Regions from separate parts of the Bicyclus anynana genome. Here region 2 is linked to region 1. A link is a contact called in public Hi-C data. All regions are on one chromosome and are shown on one strand. The core of a region is the stretch at or near the end of the contact, and the rest is flanking DNA. Distances in the headings are between cores, read along the strand shown. Region 1 holds the start of LOC112053478 (cytochrome b-c1 complex subunit Rieske, mitochondrial-like). Region 2 overlaps LOC112045460 (zinc finger protein chinmo).

Region 1 (7,881 bases), core at 3,181-5,680:
GGCTTCGCTCCTAAACTATATTGAATTAATTACAAAATCTGATTTGAGAATTACAATCTTATCTCCAATTATGCCAAATATTGATGAACACAGGGTGTCGCTATATAATAGGCCATGACCCTTGCATGCTCTGAGAAGTGCTAAACTGTTTATAAGCGATCTTTGGACCCTTTGCTTTGTCTGTCAAGTATTGCTATAAAAACGATGGAACTAAAATAATTGTAACCGAGGGCCGAGGCACACGACAGTGAACACTTGAACTTCGTAGTCTGCATGATGACAGGTGTCGGCGAGGCGGAAAACATGCCAAATTACACAAAACGAGCGTTCAATTTGGACGAACGCCAAGTAAAAATCATACATTTAGTGTTCTATTCGTATTTAATGCAGTTCGTCTATAACATCGGTCACTCACTTCGGATACGCGGCCTCATAGGTGTTAGACAAAAGCATGCGATAGTCAGACTTACTTAAAGTTCGTCAGCCGATGCAACTACCATAGGTAAGTACAGTACTCGGTAGCTTATTAGGGGGTTGCTGGGACCATGGTGGCCACGGCGGTCAATCTCATGGAGAGATTAAACATGCACGCAGAAGATATTATAGTGTGTGTCTATTCTCTCAGACTCATACTCCGATGGGACGGCAGAGCCATACAACCGGTGAAATATCAGGCGCAGGACCGATGGCTTTACGTGCTCTTCGAGGCACGGTGGCACAAAGGCCGCCATCTTCCCATCTCCAGGCTGTTATTACTTACCTTTGGTAGAAGCATGGACTGGACAGACAAACATGCTTTTTAAAATGAGGAACGTCTACCCATCGCAGGCTTTCAGTCCATGTAGGACGACATTCACAGACTGTTTATTTCCGAGCGAAAATTCGACTTGGCAGGTCAACACATTGTAGTTTTATTTGTTTTAGTTCCTTGCGTTTGTGTGTCTTGTGCACACAATCACTGCAGTATGAAAATAGTAGGTAGGTATCAACTATCAAGTTAAAGTCATCTAAATAAGTCCAATAGCTCAAGAGGAAAGGGGCTCCAGAGCTTACCATCATTATCATTATTAAATTATCAGTCAAACGGTCGGTCGGTCTCAAACCGTTAGCATCCAGCGGCTCCTTGCAACTAGCTCCCCAGGAAATTCTTGACACCCCATGCCAATAGGGCCACCGTGGACTAAAGGCTGTTGCGTTTTGTTGTTATCCATGCCCGAAAATGACCACGCTAGACATGAGGGTTGGTCATTCACAGGGCTGGATATTTCCGCGCCGCCAGTGTCGCTGCTGCCCGACACCGGTCTGTACCATTTGCAAAATCCAGCCAGTTCCGAATGGTTATGCCGCTATTGGTCGACCTGCAGGATGCATCACGAGCAGGTTGGCAGTGGAGGAGGCTGGTACTAGACTCCCTTAAACGAGACACTATTGTCGTACCCACTCCTAAAATAATCTTTCAGAAAAATTCGAGGGGAATCGGAAAAATTTAAAAATAGATGTGACAAATGGTATTTTTTAAAAAACTATGATAATCTAAATTAAAAATTATGACTGCACTGAATAGATTATACTTAATTCCTTAGGTAGGTACCTACATACACTTACAAACATGAAAGAAAGAAAGAAAGAAATGTTCTTCTTTCTTTCTTCTTTCTTTACAAACATGAAGATCAGACTATTTTTTATTCATCCTTACAAGACAGGGGATATGGAGCTAGACCCATCACGCTGCTTCAATGCCTCGCCCTTAAAATAGGCCTTAATATAATTGATAAATTATTAAAATACTACGCTGACACCGCGCGGTTTCACCCGCATGGTTCACGTTCCCGTTGGAATATGGGGATAATGTATAGCCTATAGCCTTCCTTGATAAATGGGCTATCTAACACTGAAAGAATTTTTCAAATCGGACCAGTAGTTCCTGAGATTAGCGCGTTCAATCAAACAAACTCTTCAGCTTTATAATATTAGTATAGATAACCTATTTTTTATTGAGAGACGTGATAGCCCAGTGGATATGACCTCCGCCTCCAATACCGTAGGGTGTGGGTTCGAATCCGGTCTGGGGCATGCACTTCCAACATAACAATTTAAGAAATTAAATATCACGTGTCTCAAACGGTGAAGGAAAAACATCGTGAAGAAACCTGCATACCAGAGAATTTTCTTAATTCTCTGCGTGTGTGAAGTCTACCAATTGGGCCAGTGTGGTGGATTATTGGCCTAACCCCTCTCATACTGTGAGGAGACTCGAGCTCAGCAATTAGCCGAATATAGGTTGATAATGATGATGATGATATTTTTTTATCATTTTCTATACTTAGATCCTCATTCCTCAGTCTATACTAATTTCAACTACTTGACTAACGTATGCCGACCAACTAATAGTTTTGTTTTGAAATGAGAGCCCACCTCATCTATTAATTGTTCAGTCCTAGCATTCCAGTCCGCACATGACATGCACGCAATATGTGTCAGCCTCAACCGTATGCGGCAATAAATTCATTGTGTAACGGCAAGCCGTTTAAATTGGGCCGTCCCTCCCATGGGCGCCCCGCGCAACGCATCGCCTCCATCATTATACCTAACCGCTATTCTGTTCGGAAACGCATCTTGAAGAACGCACTACATCGTTTGTGAACCAACCAACGCCATCTGTTGATAAGTGTTGCAAGTCGCCAAACACGTCAATATTTTGTTGGGAGTGACGTGTGACGTATCTAAACGCTAATGCAAGGTGCGTGTATTTTTGTAGTTCGCACCGCGGAAATGATATTTTTTTAACACTCCAAGTTAAGGTCATCGCATGTTCGCATGGTAGGGTTATCATAAATTTGTCAACGTGTGAGTGAACACATAAAAATTCATGCATGCATTAAGTAGATATTTACGCATGTACTTAAGTACACACGGATATGCCTCAACAAAACGCAGTAACGGCCATGAAAATATTTATATACTTACTTAAATAGGTAGTATCTATTTGCGTTTGTAAATAGTTGGTAGTAGGTCCATGATATTGATATCTAGATATCTAAAAAGTTTGTATGGATGTATGTTACTCTTTAACGCCGCAACTACTGTACCGATATGAGTGAAATTTGGAATGAAATAGATTTTACTATGGATTAACACAAGGCAACTTTTCGCCTTGGAAAAATCTATGGTTCATTAGATAGGACTTAAAATTAATCTCATATCAGTTTGAAAAAAAGTTACTACCCTAAGGTGGGAAAATAGGGGTGATATATATATTTATCATTATGGATGCTGGTGGCTCGAGATCGTTGTGCTTGGAGGTCCATGCAAGAGGCCTATGTCCAGCAGTGGACGTCTATCGGCTGATAAGGTAAGGTATTCATCATTATTTTAATTTAGTTATATTGAATTTATTTGTATTGCTTATTTTAATTTAGTTACAATGAATTTATTTGTATAATTTATTAGCTATGACGTCACACGGGTCTAAGCTGAAAATCAGCGCCGTGTATTATAATTGTACGTAGTGCACGTCATATGCTGAGCTGTACACCCTTTCTTTTTAAGGGTTACAGACAGACATGCTGTCATAAGGATAGGGTACTGACGGACTGTAACTTTAAGATTTGAATAAAATTATCTTTATTTCTTCTTTCTTTCATTAGCCGACGCCTCACAGTTTCATTCGTATAGTTCCATCCCCTGTTTTACCTACCCCTACCCCTATGGTTGGAATTGCTTTTCCATTATTCTCTTAAAATATGAAAAAACAATTCGAACCCTAATGCTAGAAAAACAGTAGACGATTGATTTTTTATCCATTAATTGGACCATTGGCATCGCCTTCAAATTGATCAGTAGATAGAAAATATTATAATATTTTCTTTCGCTTATTAGTTTTCTGCATACGTTTGTGTTTTTAAAGTTGGCAGTATTTTTTAATTACTTATTATATAAAGCATACATATTGTTTAAACAATATACCTATATCATTTCGTATCCGCACCAAAAGGTTTCTGATTTTGAATAACATAACTTTAAAAAAGTCATTAAAAACGGAGCAGTTTCTGAGGACTTGCCGAAAATGCTTGTTATGTATTCTTATAAATCCACATAATATAGCAAACCGCCAAACTCCAATAATATTTAAAAAACTACGGAATCCTAAAAAAAACACACCAACAGATAGCGACATCTATTAGAAGTCACAAGAATATTTTACCTGTTACTGCTAGCGACATCTGTTAACGAGGATTCAAAATAGAGAACAGTACATTTATTTTTTTTAATTTTTAATACAGAGCGTTAATTATAATTTTTATTAAACATATTTTATTACTTAATTTATGTGCTTTGGAAAATTTAAATAAAATAAAATATGATTAGATGAATGTAAAAGTTAAAAATCAATAACTCGAAACGAAAGTATGGCAACTATAGTGACAACTGTCAAGGTCATGGTGTTCAACTTGACGTTTTCAATTGAACGTCAAACGAGTGCGTTGCGAAAAATTAAAAGCAATTTTATTGCGTAAATTCAGTTCCCAAGCAAAATGAATTCCGTCGCGAGGGCTGGTCACTTGGCTCCATACTTTAAAGCCAGTTCAACTGTAGTGTCGAATGGCCTGAAACCCCTCGTCGTAGCACCGTCTCCGGCTGACAAACTGGTGTCGCAACCTCTTCCGAAGACTTCCACCGTGCAGTCATTACATGGAGCTTTGCCTGCCCAGAACTTGAAGATCAAACATGGTCCCAGTGGTGAGTAACATGACAATTTGATATCAACAAAGTAGTTATGAAGAAAACCATGTTACATAACACGATTCTGCCATTTTCAGCGATTCAAGTACGTTTCGCGCACACCGATATCGCGTACCCCGACTTCTCTGCGTACCGTCGTAAGGAGACGCAGGACCCGACGTCTAAGGCAAAGGAGAATATAGATGACCGCCAGTCATTCACATACCTTATTGCTGGAGGTTAGTTTTTCCTTGACTTTTCCTTAGGTATTTAAGTTAGTAAAGTACCTAAACTGTACATAACTCAAGAGTGAACTGATTACTAGACACCAGGCAATGTTAACATATGCTTTGTAGAAGAGTCATTTAGATTTAATCCTTACTAGTCTCATAACAAACAATAATAATTTATGGTGGTGAAACATTGAAGAAGCTAGTGGTTATTTTTCTGAAATAGTTTTAATAATTCTTTTTCTTATCCTATTGTCACATATAAATGATGATGATAGGTACAAAAAATTCAATTAAAAAAAAAACAAGAAGTACTAGCAGTCAATTTGTCTGTTTGATTTGATAATTGTAGAAAAAGTGAGTGTTCAAGTATAAATTCAAGTCATTTTCCATTCCAGTGACAAGTTATTGTTTATTTTTCTGTTGTCAGTCATTAAATGTGTTAAGTGCTAAATTCAATTTGACTGCTATTATTCTACAATTTTGTCTCTTCTCTCAGCATATGTCATGCGCATCGTAGGCTTACTGGATTAGTTATGCTGCATAGCTATACTTGTCCCTCATGGTTGTGTTTAGAGCAGACCAGAAGTTTGCCATGATCACAGACAACCTGATATAAGACACTTCATTATTCATTTTGATTGCCTCCGTGGTGCAGTAGTATGAGTGGTAGATTTACAACACAGAGGTCCTGAATTCGATCTCCGGCAGGGCAGATTGAGATTTTCTTAATTGGCCCAGATCGGCTTCGGCTGTGACTAGTTACCACTAGCAGCAAAGACATATTGCCACGCGATTTAGCGTTCCGGTACCATGTTGTGTAGAAACCGAAAGGAGTGTGGATTTTCATCCTCCTCCTAATAAGTTAGCCCACTTCCATCTTAGACTGCATCTTCACTTACATCAGGTGAGATTGTAGTCAAGGGCTATACTTGTAAAGAATAAAAAAAAAATCATCACCATTCATCATCATCAGCTGATGGACATCCTCTGCATGGTATAGACCTTTTGTAGAGACCTCCAGACACCACAATTCTGAGTTACCTGCATCTAGCAACTTCATGTGACTCACTTGATGTTGTCAGTCCACCTGGGTTGACCAAAATGCGCTTTCTGGTGTGTGGTCAAAGACTCAACCCAAGGGTTATCAACCCCTATTCGGCTCACTGTTGAGCTCGAATCACCTCTCAGAATCAGATACACTTACATAAATTAAACACTTAAAAAAAAAATTAATCACTTACATTAATTAAAATATTTTTTTTTAAATATTTCAGCTGGGAGTGTAGCTGCAGCTTATTCAGCCAAGACGGTTGTGACACATTTTGTGTCGTCCATGGCAGCTGCTGCCGACGTCCTTGCCTTGGCCAAAATTGAAATCAAAATGGCTGAAATTCCTGAGGGCAAGTCTGTTACTTTCAAGTGGCGTGGTAAGCCACTCTTCATCCGCCACAGGTAAATCAATACTAATCTACACTGATATTTTTTTTTTTTATTCTTTACAAGTTAGCCCTTGACTACAATCTCACATGATGGTAAGTGATGACGGAGTCTAAGATGGAAGCGGGCTAACATGTTAGGAGGAGGATGAATATCCACACCCCTTTCGGTTTATACACGACATCGTACCGGAACGCTAAATCGCTTGGCGGCACGTCTTTGTCGGTAGGGTGGTAACTAGCCACGGCCCAAGCCTCCCACCAGCCAGACCTGGACCAATTAAGAAAACCTCAATTGGCCCAGCCGGGATCGAACCCAGGACCTCCGTCTTGTAAATCCACCACGCATACAACTGCACCACGGAGGCCGTCAAATTAGTATTATAAAAAAGAAGGATTTGTATTCTTCTATGTAACAAATAAACTCAAAAACTACTAGACTGATTTGAAACATTCTTCACCATTGGAAGTAACATTGTTGTTTTTGTTCATCCTCGTATTCCCAAGGGAACGAAGGGATAATGCTGGTGAAACTGTAGTTCTTCTAGTTTTTTTTTTAAATATCATCATCTTCAAAAAACCATTTTAATGGTCCATTACATACACCCACCATGCCAATCCAACTCGATAACAATAAAGATTGATGGTCTCTGAGGCACGGGGTATAACACTAACAACTTACAAGAAAGAAATTTAGTGGACAATTCAAATAGAGTTTTAATTATTACAAAGACTAAATATGAAAACATAAATATAAACATACATGCAGCCAAACATAAAACCTCCTCCTTTTTGGAAGTTGGTTAAAAATTTGTGTTTTATTTGAATTTTTTAGATTTTTTTTGCAAACAACAGTACAATTTATACAGTATGTATTACTTTTTTTAGACAAACAAAATTGTCTCTGGTTCTTAAGATTCTCTTGCCTTTTGTAGGACCGCCAGCGAGATCGCGACAGAGAAAGCAGTACCCATCGATCAGTTACGAGACCCGCAACACGACGACGTCCGCACTCAAGATCCGAAATGGTTGGTTGTTATCGGAGTCTGCACCCACCTGGGTTGTGTCCCAGTGGCCAACTCAGGTGACTTCGGTGGCTATTACTGCCCGTGTCACGGTTCCCATTACGATGCTTCAGGGAGGATCCGCAAAGGCCCCGCACCTCTGAACCTTGAAGTACCACCCTACACGTTTGTGGAAGACCTCCTCGTCGTAGGTTAAGTGCAACTTATCTAATTATTTATTAGACAATTTATTTATCCCTAAGACATGTAACAGCAATAGAAATCGATGCGATACCAATAAATGTGATTTAATTATAAATGTTACTGTTATATTTTTTATTTGAAGTTTACTGGAAGAAGTGGAAGTTTGTTTACCCGTATTAAGCTAAGGCCAAATCGCAGGGTGCACTTTGTCGATCAGCAGGCCTGTTATGGCCATTCAAATAATGAGTTGTCACTACATTATTTTTCATCATATTTTGGTTT
Region 2 (7,881 bases), core at 1,717-4,216, 150 kb before region 1:
AAAGTTATATGTAGGTGTTATCTGTGAATAGAAATGCAAAATGGCGGATGGTACGCATTAAACGTTTCATTACCCTTCCTATGACCGCAAGCCGAACCTTTAAAACAAAACAACAAATGCGTAATACAGAATAGAGATAAAAAAAATATATTCTTTGAAATAATTGCTTATACACAATCTGAATAAATCTACTATCCTCTAAAATTTACTGTTAAGAATAAAAAATAGCATCTTTAAAATTGTACAGGATATATTTTAAGAATAAAGTGATACAGATAATATAGTTTATCTTATTCTGTTTAAAATTAGGTACAACGTTCGCCATCCACACTGACACAAAAGGACTGCTATCAGCAACTTCTCTATTAGTTTTAAATGCGATAAGTTAAAAATGAGGTATAAAATATTTCAGAGTAGGTAAAAAAGACAGAAACTACACTGTAATCACTGAGCCTTTGTAAAGCGTTTATCATAAAAATAAAATTTAAATATACACTAAAATATAAATATAATAAATATGAATGCAACTCATTCCTAAATATCAGGAATAATAACACCCAGCCACATCCACACTTAAAAAAACAAAAAATAAAATAAATTATAGTTGTGGTACCATAAGAATAACTAAGTTAATAAGAAGGCAACGTCCAATATGAATATGGCCCTAATAATGCCAAGAGCCCTACTGGGACGCAAGAAATCATAAAAATCGGTCCAGCCGTTTCGGAGGAGTTTGGTAACAAACACCAATCACGAGAATTTTATATAATTACATGTTATGCGTCCAAACATAGATGTTTTCGGCCTGAAGATCCGTATTTACCACGATACTCTTTTAGATGCTTGTCATAGTAATAATATACAATTCTGCTATGCACAAACTAAGGCAAATCTATGAGCCTTTTAATTTTGCTTGTTACGCCTTTAGACCGAAACGTACTCGGAGCAATAAGCAATGCACAGCAACAAAAGCAAATGCAATCGCAATGCTTACATTGTTACAGGTTGTTGGAATTACCGGTTAAAATACAGGCTCATATTTGCTTCAGTTTGCGAGGTTTACCTGAATTTTACATTATTAATTTGACATGTGACTGAAGAGATACCCTGAATTAAGAAGAGGTGACAATGGACATCAGTCATAACGAACTACTAGCATTACTCGTAGTATATGACCCAAAGTGAATTATTAGTAAAATATAGAAGATGAAATAGTTTTTGTAAAACAAAAACTTGAAGTGCATTATTAGCGTGACCTTGGGCCTTCTGACGCCTGTTTACGATATCCTATTACAATTAGTTATCCTTATGGCGATACTTAAAATTGAGGTTATTTGGCACTATCCCGTTTGCTTTGCATTAAGATCAACTTAAAATCATATAGTTCGGAATCTAATTGTTATTTAATATATTTCAAAAACGGCCACCGACAGTGTTTAGACAACAATTATAATACAACGACACCGTCGGTGGTCCGCATAAATAATTATTCTTTAAATCTCAAGCGGTTGCACATGAAATGACTAGGTACATATAATAAGTGGCCTATGTGTGCTACTGCAAAACGAAAATGTCCGAAACGGAATGTTAAAATCGATACCATCGCAAAAAAACATATAATCATTTGGTCTCAATAATAACACCCGCGCAGGCGAGGCGTTGCGTCACTGATACGTTGATGGACTGTAAACACATTCACGCGTCACAAACTTACACGCAAATTTAAAAAAAAACACGTTATTACCTACCTACTTATGCATCTAGGGCAAATTGTACTTTGTACAAAATAAAACCGTCCGTCTTTGTACAGTACAGAACCGTTGGAACTCGAGTTCCACGCCCGCGTGTGTTTACTCAAACAATAAACAGTGTGGCAAAAACGTAAACAAATATAATATAGAGCCTGTCCTTATTGTATCACAGTTGTGTTCAAAATAAAATAAACTTAACCCGGTTTAGCAGTCTATTGTGATGGATATATAGAATATAATAATGTAAATAATAATAGTAATAGAAGTATTTGCCACAGTGCAACGTCAAACGCATGTCTCAACCTAGGCCAAGGCGATATACATTCTCCTATTATTTACATACACTAAAGCCTATGACCGTCAGTCTCAACATCATTTCTAAGATTCCCTAGCTCATTTTTTTTAATATAATAAAAGCTATGTCACACTCGACCGAGAGCTCAAAAATAAATCGTCTAATAAAGGTAACTTTATCTCACAGTCAAAATAAGGTACGTTAACGCGACAAAGGTGCAAAAATGAAGGTACAATATGTTTTGAACATGTACCAAAAGTAGAAGCACTGAGCAACCGTTCGAAGTCACACGTGATTATTAAATTAAGTAACAATTATCGCAAAATTCCAAAATCTTAAAAAATCTTAAGATCAATTTTTGAGGTAGATCACTGTTACAAAATATGCATCAACGAGGTATACAATTGTACGCATTTTATAAAGAGTAGAGACGCGGCGCGGGGGACCACTTTTTAGCTCTCGAAAAACGGGACACGAATTTTTCACAAATAAACTTCGATCACTTATAAAATTTAGATGCACTTGATGGTTTCTAAATCACTAACTGTAGGACATTTACGTTAAAACACTGAATTAAAAAGTATAAAAAAAATCATCCATTTTGAGCATCTTAGATTATTGCAGTTTTAAATAAGCATTGAGGGGTACCTACTGTTAAAACGTTTAATTACAAGTGCTAAGTTGAAAAGGCCTTTAGCCTAAGTTTATAAGTGATCGAAGCAAATAAACTATCAAATTTACAACTCCCAAATTTGATAGTTTCAACAAAATGCGTGTATAAATCACCCGCGCGCGCCGAAAAGAGCAGAGGTAGATCGGTTAATAAAAGTTAAACAAATAAAGAGACAGGTTTACTGCGTGTGGTTGGCCAGAGGGCGCTGGTGCTCGCGCGCGATGTGGCGCCGCACCGTGTTGTTGCGAGTGAACGTGCGCGAACAGTGCGGGCACGGCACGCGGATGCCTTGGTGCCGCTGTCGGATGTGAGCGCGCAGGTTCGTCTCGTATCCGTAAAGCCGCTCGCAGTATGGACACTTTAGTTTTTTACCTGGAAATTGATGGTTTCATCATAAGTAAAATAAACAAAGTTGATTAAATGAAAATAGAAGTTCCATAAAAATGGTAATCGGTGTATGAGTAAATAAAGGAACAAAACACACAATTTTTTAAATGTTATTTGCGTTTAAAGACGCATAAATATTAATAAAAAATAATAAAAAATTCGAAAGTAAGTCTGTCTGTTATATTTTTACGGCAAAGCAGCTAAACCTGACTGACTCTGATTTAGCATACCTATATACATGCACAATAGCAGGGAAAACTATAATAAAGAGAGTAACTACCGTCAGTTGTTGTTTTGGTGGTTCGTCAATTTTTAACATAAAGGCATATTAAGAGGCCAAGTTAAATAAAAGCTTGTAAAATAGAGAGCACCGCCAGCAGTACCGATTCCACCGGTCTTGTTAACTGTTTAGTGGGCCAGATAATGCCGACTCTGAGGTTGGGCTCTGGATGGTGTGGTGAAGGTGTTGACGGGTTTGTCAAGGTAGTTGACCGTTTCAATCACTTGTATGTGTAAAGTATAGTATACCGTCAGCAGTAGCGATTCCGCCGGACTTGCTTGTGATCAGTTTGGTTGGCCAGATGTTCTCTTGGCTGAGTTTGAACGTTATAGTGAAGGTCTTGACGGGCTTATCGAGGCATTTTGTCGTGATAAATAATTTGTATGCATAAAATATAGTGTACCGTCAGCAGTAGCGATTCCGCCGGACTTGCTTGTGATCAGTTTGGTTGACCAAAAGTTCTCAGGGCTGGGTTTGGGCGGTATAGTGAAGGTGTTGACGGGCTTATCGAGGCAGTTTGTCGTGATAAATAATTTGTATGCGTAAAATATAGTTTTTGGCTGATGGGAGGCTTCGGCCGCGGTTAGTTACCACCCTACTGACAAAAACGTACCGCCAAGCGATTTAGCGTTCCGGTACGATGCCGTGTAGAAACCAAAAGGGGTGTGGATTTTCATCCTCCTCCTAACAAGTTAGCCCGCTTCCATCTTAGACTGCATCATCACTTACCATCAGGTGAGATTGTAGTCAAGGGCTAACTTGTAAAAAAAAAAATAAAAAAAAAAAAATAATAAAAAATAAAAAAATAGTTTACCGTCAGCAGTAGCGATTCCGCCGGACTTGCTTGTGATCAGTTTGGTTGGCCAGATGGTTTCGGGGCTGGGTTTGGGTGGTACGGGCGAGGTGTCGGCGGGCTTGTCGTGGTAGTTAGTGGTGGGCAGCGGCACGGCGGGCGGCGGAGAGTTGTTGTAGCCGCTCGTGTTGTAGTCGTTTTCACTTTTCACTCGTAAATCTGGAATTTTGATCATATTTATGACCAAGTTCTGTAGATATTTTTAAATAGTTTGAATAACATTATGTGGTAATGGAAGGTTAAAGTGAGGTTTATTAGTCAAAGCTGTGATAAACATTAATTCGGAGGGCACAACTCCACCTTTTCAATTATTTGCATCATAAGAAATTAAATATCACGTGTCTCAAACGGTAAAGGAATCATCGTAAGGAAAACGACATACTTGAGAATTCCTTTATTCTCTGCGTGTGTAAAGTCAGCCAATCCGCATTTGTCTAACGTGGTGAACTATTAGCTTAAGAATTTCTCGGAATAAAGTAAAGCTCTAAGCAAACAGAGTTCAGCAGGTCTGAGATGGGCGCCAAGAAATAACGAGATAAATTGTCTACGTCTCCCTTTCGTCCCACCGCAATGAAATTGATAACATAACATAGTTCTCGTTGCAAAGAGAGAGAGAGAGAAAGAGAGCGTTATGTAGACAAAATTATCTCGTTTGTTTTTTGTGTTTACACTCGTACCTCTAGAAACTCCATTTTGTAAACAAGTCCCTTATGCTTAACATGGTTTGCGGCACAATAAGCAGCACCTATTACTCATAATTTTTGTATGTATGTATCATAAGTAAATTGTAAGTTCCTTACGTATGTATTGAAGTGGATTATTTTCTCAGAGTGGAGTCGTCTCACAAAAGAAACAATCAATTTCGCCTCCATACTAACCTTCTGCGCCCTGGTCGTTTGACACGCGGTCCATCATTTCGTCGTTACCCGAGGCGGCTCGTTCGTATCCGTTGTTCTTGACCGGGTTCGCCAGAGTGGACGTGCACTCCGGGGTGTCCTCGTACCGCGGGCCGGCGCCCGGGGACGAGCGCGTGTCGGGCTCGTCAGCGACGCTGCCGCAGTGTGATGATGATGAGCTTTGCCTGCAATCACCACATCATCATCTTTATCGGCCATATGTTTGTTATGTTAGGTACCTATAGATCTTGAAGTCCTGAATCAATCTCAAAAACTGACACTTGATGGATTTTTCTTACCAAAATAGTAAATCTCGGAGTTGTAAGTTTATGTCTTTAGTACATATTCAATTAAGCCACATTAAGCCACGGCTTTACCACAATTTTTTTAGTACAGTTTTTTATCCATTCACTTATTATTATGATCAGTAAAACGTTAAACGCAATGGTAATGACTAACAACAACTTAATCGATTGAGCTGCGTGGTGAAGGCTTTAGATGGTACCTGAACCTAAGAGAATCAAAGGACATTCACTACAACCTACCTGTAATTCCTAGTATGTGGACTCTGAGACGGCGATGGTTTGGGCTGAACGGGTCTGCGGTGCGAGGTCGAGTGTATGGGCAGATGGGCTGGCGGGGCATAGCGCCCCATGCTGCCGGAGCCAGGGTAACCGTACGGCATGGGGGCGAACGTCGTCGGGTGCGGCTGAGGCTGGGCAGAGTCCTGGACGTCACAGGTCCCTGATCCGGAAATTGGACTCGTTTTCACTCGGGCCTGATGACGTTCTGTGGATTGCTGAGTTTGTTGCTTCACCCAAGCGTCGTTGGACATTTCCATCGATAGACCTTTGACCTGGAAAATATATGAAAGTATATGAAAAAAGAACAGTCTGAAAATCCTAAAACTTTATGATTTAAACGGCTTTAGTTAAAACATCACTGTGTTGGCACCGACTTTTTGCTTTTTAGTAAGTTCCTAAAAAGATTTTATTTTTCTGTTTTTAGTGTCTGCAAGCATATGAACGAGAGCGCCACAGTATGGGCAATTTCGTTATTTTTATTTTAATACAAAATTACTAAAGTGATTTTCATAAAAATTAAATGGGAATCTGGAAGTATACTCTTTCAAATAAAAAAAAAACGAAAATTGAGAACCTCCTCCTTTTTTTGAAGTCGGTTAAAAATAGTCTGGTTGCCTCGATGAAAAAATAGGAACATGCCGGTGCATACTATGGAGATTGGATCTTGATGCTTGAAGAGGCATTATTTGTCCACCGGACTTACCTAACTGATCAGGAGTTAATAAACTTCAGTTTTTTTCATTTTTCATCATTTTCAACCCATATTCGGCTCACTGCTGAACTCGAGTCTCCTCTCAGAATGAGAGGGGTTATAGTCCAATAGTAAACCACGCGGGCCCAATGCGGATTGGCAGACTTCACACACGCAGAGAATTCTCTGGTGTGCAGGTTAGTCCTCACGATGTTATCCTTCACCGTTTGAGACACGTGATATTTAATTTCTTAAAATGCACACAACTGAATAGTTGGAGGTGCATAACCCGGACCGGATTCGAACCTACGCTCTCCTGAATCGGAGGCAGAAGTCATATCGACTAGGCTATCACGGCTCTAGTTGCTTTAAAATTACTAATATCTGACCATCATGCATCATGGGAGCCGTGATAGCCCAGTGGATATGACCTCTGCCTCCGATTCCGGAGGGTGTGGGTTTGAATCCGGTCCGGGGCATGCACCTCCAACTTTTCAGTTGTGTGCATTTTAAGAAATTAAATATCACGTGTCTCAATCGGTGAAGGAAAACATCGTGAGGAAACCTGCATACCAGAGAATTATCTTAATTCTCTGCGTGTGTGAAGTCTGCAAATCCGCATTGGGCCAGCGTGGTGGACTATTGGCCTAACCCCTCGCATTCTGAGAGGAGACTCGAGCTCAGCAGTGAGCAGAATATGGGTTGACGACGATGACCATCATGCTTCCATTTTGGACTGTATTCCATACCTGCAAGTTTTCGCCGCTCTTAAGGAAGCTAGACAACGCATCTTGGCTGACGTGCACCTCCCCCTTGTACATGAACTCGAGGAGGGCCTGCATGTTGTCGGCGCTGGTCGCCTCGAGGAACACGTAGCAGGCGCCGGCATGGCTGGGCGGCGCCGTGTCGAACAGCTCCTGGAAGTGCTTGCTGCAGGCGGCCAGGATCACCTTGTGAGCTTTGAACTGGCGACCTGGAATAAGGAAAACAAATCTAAATAGAATAAAATATTTTACAACATACAAAAGTACGGCTTTTGATGGCCTCCGTGGCGAAGTGGTATGCGCGGTGGACTTACAAGACGGAGGTCCTGGGTTCGATTCCCGGCTGGGCCGATTGAGATTTTCTTAATTGGTCCAGGTCTGGCTGGTGGGAGGCTTTGGCCGTGGCTAGTTACCGGCAAAGACGTACCGCCAAGCGATTTAGCGTTCTAGTACGATGCCGTGTAGAAACCGAAAGGAGTGTGGATTTTCATCCTCCTCCTAACAAGTTAGACCGCTTCCATCTTAGATTGCATCATCACTTACCATCAGGTGAGATTATAGTCAAGGGCTAACTTGTAAAGAATGAAAAAAAAAGTATTTGTAATGAGGTTTTTTTATATAAAACAGTTGATAAAACAAGCAGATCTCATAATGTTTATATGCAAAACTGTAGTCTGTACCGGAGTCGCTAGAAACAAGTGTACTGT

Evidence for each region. A called contact is a pair of places that touch in the nucleus more often than the background predicts.
Region 2: a Hi-C map of whole larva shows a contact between it and region 1, with 2.9 times the contacts expected there. The contact joins the enhancer-like site here to the promoter of LOC112053478 in region 1. A contact is called at or near these places in 2 of 2 Hi-C or Micro-C datasets (whole body and whole larva).

Annotation. Positions count from the first base shown.
Region 1 is chr3:3,072,915-3,080,795 of ilBicAnyn1.1, reverse strand. It overlaps LOC112053478 (cytochrome b-c1 complex subunit Rieske, mitochondrial-like), which reads left to right and starts at 4,430. Exons shown (of 4, transcript XM_024092893.2): 1 at 4,430-4,740; 2 at 4,821-4,961; 3 at 6,230-6,407; 4 at 7,327-7,719. The coding sequence starts at 4,536. The coding sequence ends at 7,612.
Region 2 is chr3:3,222,391-3,230,271 of ilBicAnyn1.1, reverse strand. It overlaps LOC112045460 (zinc finger protein chinmo), which reads right to left. Exons shown (of 7, transcript XM_052891071.1): 3 at 7,160-7,383; 4 at 5,681-5,991; 5 at 5,118-5,320; 6 at 4,201-4,398; 7 at 1-3,091. The coding sequence ends at 2,898. Among protein-coding and RNA genes, the nearest start is that of LOC112045492, 13 kb to the left of the region's middle. Within about 2 kb of position 2,966, at least 8 of the 8 cell types and tissues checked have open chromatin away from gene starts, as enhancers often do.